2 separate regions of the Mus musculus genome follow, and region 1 is linked to region 2. A link is a contact called in public Micro-C data. All regions are on one chromosome and are shown on one strand. The core of a region is the stretch at or near the end of the contact, and the rest is flanking DNA. Distances in the headings are between cores, read along the strand shown.

Region 1 (2,700 bases), core at 195-2,694, 130 kb after region 2:
CACTGGCATGGGGCTTTAGCAGAACATTCTCTCTGAGCCTCCACAAACAGAAGGGGCAGAGGAGAGCTGGGGAGATGGCTCAGCAGGTAAAGTGCTTGCTGTGCAAGCATAAGAACCAGAGTTCAGATCCCAGTATCCATGTTAAAAAATAAAAATAGGGCTGGAGAGAGGGCTCAGCGAGTAAGAGTACTGACTGCTCTTCCGAAGGTCCTGAGTTGAAATCCCAGCAGCCACATGGTGGCTTACAACTCATCCATAATGAGATCTGATGCCCTCTTCTGGTGTGTCTAAAGACAGCAACAGTATACTTACATATAATAATAGATAAATCTTTAAAATAAAAAAGAGCCAGAGGTGGTAATGTAAATCTATAACCCCAGAGCTATAAAGGTGGACATAACAGTAAGCCCCAGGTTCAATGAGAGGCTCTATCTCAAAGGGGAAAAAGATAAGGAGAGAATGATAACAGAAGACTCTGGATGCTGACCTCTGACCCTCACATCCACACCCACAGGCAAGCATGCTCGTGAATACATGCAGCACGCATACACACACATACGAATGATATACACAAACATGAGTAGTAGAGGCAGGTTGTACGCTAGGCCTGAGCCCTGCCTCCTTGTAACCACAGGCTATGCCTCTCCCCCAGTTATGCAGCACCTGGGACCTGCCTCCTCTGCAGGCTGCTTCTGGGGCCCTGTGGCTCTGAGTGTCACAAGGTGATGCTCTGAGTTTTTTTTTTTTTTTTTTTTTTTTTTTTTTTTTACAACAGGGTCCCAAGCCAGGTAGGACATTTCCAACCTGAAGCTTCATATAGCACACCAAATGTGGACACTCCGAGTTCCCCACCCCCCCCAACCCCCAAATATTCCTTCCTCCTTGCTTCTCATAGCACAGCTTGACACATGGGGGCTTGAACATGAGGACCTGAGGGGCTGGTCACACTTCAATGGTCCCCCAGTGCACCACTAGGCAGACAGATGGCAGGGCACAAGAGGAGTCAGCAGAAGTGGGTGGGAGCATCAGGTAAGAGACTGCGCATTGTCAGTGAACCTCGTTCATCAGCCCGAGGACGGTGGCTCCGGCACTCATGGGTCCCAGTGGAGAGCAGCTCCGCAAGGCTTCTAGTCCCAGAGCTGCAGAGGCCTGGTTCTGGGATAAAGGCCAGGAGAGAGAAGACGCTACAAACAGGGTGAGCAGGAGGAGGAGCTGCCTCCACCAGGGTCTACACACAGGGATTACACAAACTGACCTTTATTTGTTGAACTGAAGTCTGTTTTGTTTGCGATACAAAGTAACATTTTAGTCCAGCATGTCCCACCTGTCAGATCCATACCTGCCTCCTCGCTGAACACCGAACAGGGCCTATGACCAGGGAAATAGCCCCTGTCCTGTAACTGTGCAGAGTAAGACCTTGAGCGTGGTCTGCGGTTTTTTTTCCTCAGTTGTCTGAGCTAGAAAATTCGTGCCTGTAAGGCACAGAACAGCCTTGAGGGCTGCAACTGTCTCTCTCTCGCCCCTTAAACAGCTGTGCAAGAAAATATATCCCTTTTTTAAAAAAAATGTCGATAATAGCCAAACTACAATCTAATGTCTAGAGTTACAAAGAATAAAATGAAATCAAAGATTTCTTGCTAGTAAAATGAAATGTTAGGAACAGTATTAAAATATAGGTACCACCCCAGTGACACACGGAACCCAGTACAGTACCTATTAACAGGACACACAATTGAAGAAGGGACTGAATCCGCTCTTTAGCAGATAGGTCGGGCATCAGAAGTGCGGTGAGGGGAGGGGGTGGGGGATAAAAAATAGATTGAAAAACAAAAACAGAAAACCTAACAAAGAATGGGGATATCCTTGTGGAATCAAGCTGAGAATGTTGTAATCAAGATGAAAAAGCTCCCAGGTTTTCTTCTTATGAGTCTGACCATTGTACCCACTAGAAGCTCTCATTTCAAAGTCTGTGACATGAATAGTTTTATGCCAGAAAGAGCTGCTACATCAATGCCAGAGTAAGGGTTACCTTGCAACCTTGCACTGACAAAGGCTGCCTGCCTAGCATCTCAGAGCCTATGGGGAAGCAATGGCACACCCATGCCCCCTGCTGAGGAAGTCAAGGACTGACTAAACTGTGATGCTTAAATATAAACTGCAGCTGGGGAAGAAACAAGAGGCCAAGGAGGCAGGAGAAAGGCCGAGAGGTGAATCTGCAAGAACGCCAAAGCTGCCTTTCCAGGGAGGGAGTGCTGCCGTGGCAAGATGGCCCCACCAAGGCACTGGTTCTGGTACCAACAGTGGTCTGAGCACCTGCAGTTGTTATGTCTTCCAGGGGAGGGGCCACCAAGAAGCAGGAGGTCTGTCAAAGCTCTGGTCCCACTGACAGGAACCTCCTGTAGCAAAGCATCCCCCTACCGCATGAGATTCCAGAATTGTCCTGCCCAAGACAGTAACATCAAACCAACAGGGAGGAACGGGGCGGGGTCAGGGGCTGGGCACCGATGTGGAGCCATTCAAGTAAACATAGACAACCAGATACTTAGAAAAGGCTTGTAAACTTGTGATCAGGAAGGTCCTGGGCACAGCAGCACCTCTGCTGGGCTGGCTATGGGATGGTCAAGTCTTTTGTGTTTCTGCTTTTTTTGTTTTAAAGCGCACATGTGAGTAGTGCTGTCCACCAGCTGGGCCCAAATCTTT
Region 2 (2,700 bases), core at 163-2,662:
GCGCACAATCCGAGGGCACAAGGAGAGGGGAGGGAAGGGCAAGCGGCGGGGACAAGGCTGGCAGGGACAGCAGGAGGCAAGACACAGTGCGGAGCTAAGAGGTGGGCTGCGGGGGACGCCGAGAAACGGCTGGGATGGCGCAGGGGCGGGCGCCCGGGGCGCGCGTTACCTTCGTCTTGCCCCCGCAGTGGCAGCAAACGGTCCACAGGTACTTGAGCGTCCGCCAGAGCAAGATGATGAAGAGGCCCCCGAAGAAAGTCACCATGGAGGAGGCCAAGAAAGCCCACCACATGCGTTGGCCCCGGCTGTCGCACGGCACCTCCATGGTCACCGGTATGATGAGCGCATCCATCTTGGGCTCGTGGACCGAGGACGAGGAGGAAGAGGAGGAGGAAGAAGAAGAAGAGGAGGAGGAAGAGGAGGAGGAGGACGCGTCTAGGCTGAGATGGTTCGCGTGGATATTGCTGCTCATTCTAAGACCGCTGCCTCCGCCGCCGCCGCCGCCGCCGCCGCTGCTGCCGCCGCCGCCGCCGCCACCGTTTGCCATAGCTAGCAATGGGCGGCAGGCGCAGGGGCTCGAGGGAGCTCCTCCCGCCGCCAGCGCCACCCCGAACACCCATCAACAGCCATGTTGCTGCTACTGCTGCCGCTGCCGCCGCCGCCGCGGAGCGCCGGGAGGGGGGCGGGGAGGCGCCTGGGCTCGGGGCGCTGTGCGCGACCTGGCAGGGTGTGCGGAGATATATACAGCCAAGCGCCGCCGCCCGCCCTCCCCCGGGCTGCCGGCCGGCCCGGGGGGGGGAGGGGATGAGGGAGGGTGGCTCCCACTCCCCGACCCCGGCCCCGATCGCCCCCGGGGCTGCGCGGAGCACCGAGAGCCCAGGGGGCGCCGCGGGCGGTCCGCGCCCGGGGTCTGTGCCTCCCGAAGCTCCGTGAGCGCGATCCCGCGTACCCTCGGCGCCGCCCGGCCCGCCTGGCGTGCGCCACGCGTGTGCGCTGCGCCCGGGCCCGGGGTCTCCCGCCCGTCCCCGCACAGCTCTCTCGGGTGATGAGGCGACAGCTCCTTAGGATCGGAGAATCCGCGCCCTCCCGACCGGGCGTGCCCGCGCCACCCTTCCTCCCCGGGGCTGCGCTCCGCTCCTGGATCGCCGCCTCCTGTGCTCGCGGGGCCGCGGCAGGTTGGTTGCGGCGGTCTGCCCTGCCTCCGCGGCCAGCTAGCCGATGCTCTGCGGGACCCCTTCGGGCCGGGTCTCTGTGACCCTGAGCTTCCTCGGCCTCCGCTCGCTTCTTCCTCCTTGCCTCCTCGGGCTCCTCCTCGTCCCCGTTCTCGCAGCCCGAGCCTCTTCGGCGCGCGCCCCGCGCGCCCCGCAGCCGCCAGCAGTGGCAGCTGCAGCAACTGGAGCGGGCGCGGGCTCAAACAGCCCGAAGCGGGAGGGGAGGAGGCTTACCGGGCTAACTCGCCTCGGCTTGGGGCTGTGTAGGGGCAGCAGGTCATTTGGCAGTGGTGGGGCATGCGGCCCCCCATCTTCCAGGATGTAGAGTATAGCGCCACCAGCCTAGAGGTAGGACTTTGCAGGTGTTGCGCCCCTCTAGGCTCAGCAGGGTACCAGAAGGGGAAACCACCAGGTGTCTGGGGTAGGCCGGTTTTCCCAAAGGGGCCCCTAATAGGGAGAGGAGTGGCTGGTTGTCAGCTAGATTCAGTGGACTTATTGCCCCTAGATTCTAAGGCTTGGAGACTAAGGAAGACCCTAGCCAGTACAGTACACCTGCTGACAGAGAGTTCACTCTTTCGTTTCCAAGATGCCACGTTGTGAGTTGCTGATGAACAACTGGGGCATCTGGAAGTCTGTTGGTAGTCTGTGACCTCTGACAGCTGCAGGTGGGTTTGTTGGTTGTTGTTGTTTGTTTGTTTGTTGTTTCCTTATTAAGCAAAGATGACAGCAGCCTGGTGGTTGGTGTGGAACAAACTGGGTAGAAAAGGAGGTTTCTTAAAGGGCTGCTTCCTAGTTCTTTAGACTCGTGTGGGAAGGGCAAATGGATGACGGGTACTCTGCATTCAGGCTTGCCTTTCTACATTTCTGGTCTCCCGTTTCTCCCCTTTAAAGGGAAGGAGTCCAGGATTGTTCAGCAGCCCCTGTCCCCCGCCCCACCCCCAGTCCCCCTATCGTTGCACACAGAAACTTCCTCCCTCTGGACACTTCTCCAGGCTGGCAGCTGGACCACAACTTTTTCCTGTGCTAATTAAAACCAAGATGATCACTCTCCCCTCACTGCCCACAGTGATTTCCCCAAAGTTTCCAGCTCATTAGTTATAGTCTAATTGGAATTCTCAGGTTCCTTTCAAGACTCTTCATATGGTAAACTGGCCCAAAGGAGCCTCCTTACCTGAACAAGCTGTCTCGACCTAAATCATTGGTCAGCCACACCCTGGCCCTAGGATACAGAGGGCCAAAGAAGGCCAAGCCTGGCAGACACTGAAAATATGTGAGTCTCAAATTGGTTGGTACATTCCTTGGGCTCAGTATACATATCCATTAGAAAAGACTTAAGGTCAAAATCACCTCCCCCATAAAATAGTACACAACAGAAGGCCAGCAAAATGGCTCTGCTGGTAAAGGTACTTGTCTCCAAACCTGACCCCCTGCGCCTGATCCCTGAAATTCACAGAGTCAAAGGAATAAGCTAACTCCTGTTAACCATTCT

What was found. A called contact is a pair of places that touch in the nucleus more often than the background predicts.
Region 1: a contact with region 2 is called in a Micro-C map of embryonic stem cells, with 1.8 times the contacts expected there. The contact joins the enhancer-like site here to the promoter of 4930519K11Rik in region 2. A contact is called at or near these places in 7 of 484 Hi-C or Micro-C datasets (the N1E-115 cell line, cortical neurons, embryonic fibroblasts and 1 more) and 1 of 115 datasets of contacts at active chromatin or transcription factors (embryonic stem cells).

What each region holds. Positions count from the first base shown.
Region 1 is chr14:24,132,712-24,135,411 of GRCm38.p6, forward strand. Dlg5 (discs large MAGUK scaffold protein 5) reads right to left here. Exons shown (of 32, transcript NM_001163513.1): 32 at 1,242-2,700. Among named protein-coding and RNA genes, the nearest start is that of Gm52142, 14 kb to the left of the region's middle. Within about 2 kb of position 1,445, at least 8 of the 459 cell types and tissues checked have an H3K27ac peak or open chromatin away from gene starts, as enhancers often do. A contact at or near this core is called in embryonic stem cells, where this site is marked.
Region 2 is chr14:24,003,579-24,006,278 of GRCm38.p6, forward strand. It overlaps 4930519K11Rik (RIKEN cDNA 4930519K11 gene), which reads left to right and starts at 1,413. Exons shown (of 3, transcript NR_131107.1): 1 at 1,413-1,559; 2 at 1,717-1,876; 3 at 2,103-2,259. Kcnma1 (potassium large conductance calcium-activated channel, subfamily M, alpha member 1) reads right to left here and starts at 627. Exons shown (of 28, transcript NM_001253364.1): 1 at 170-627. The coding sequence starts at 547.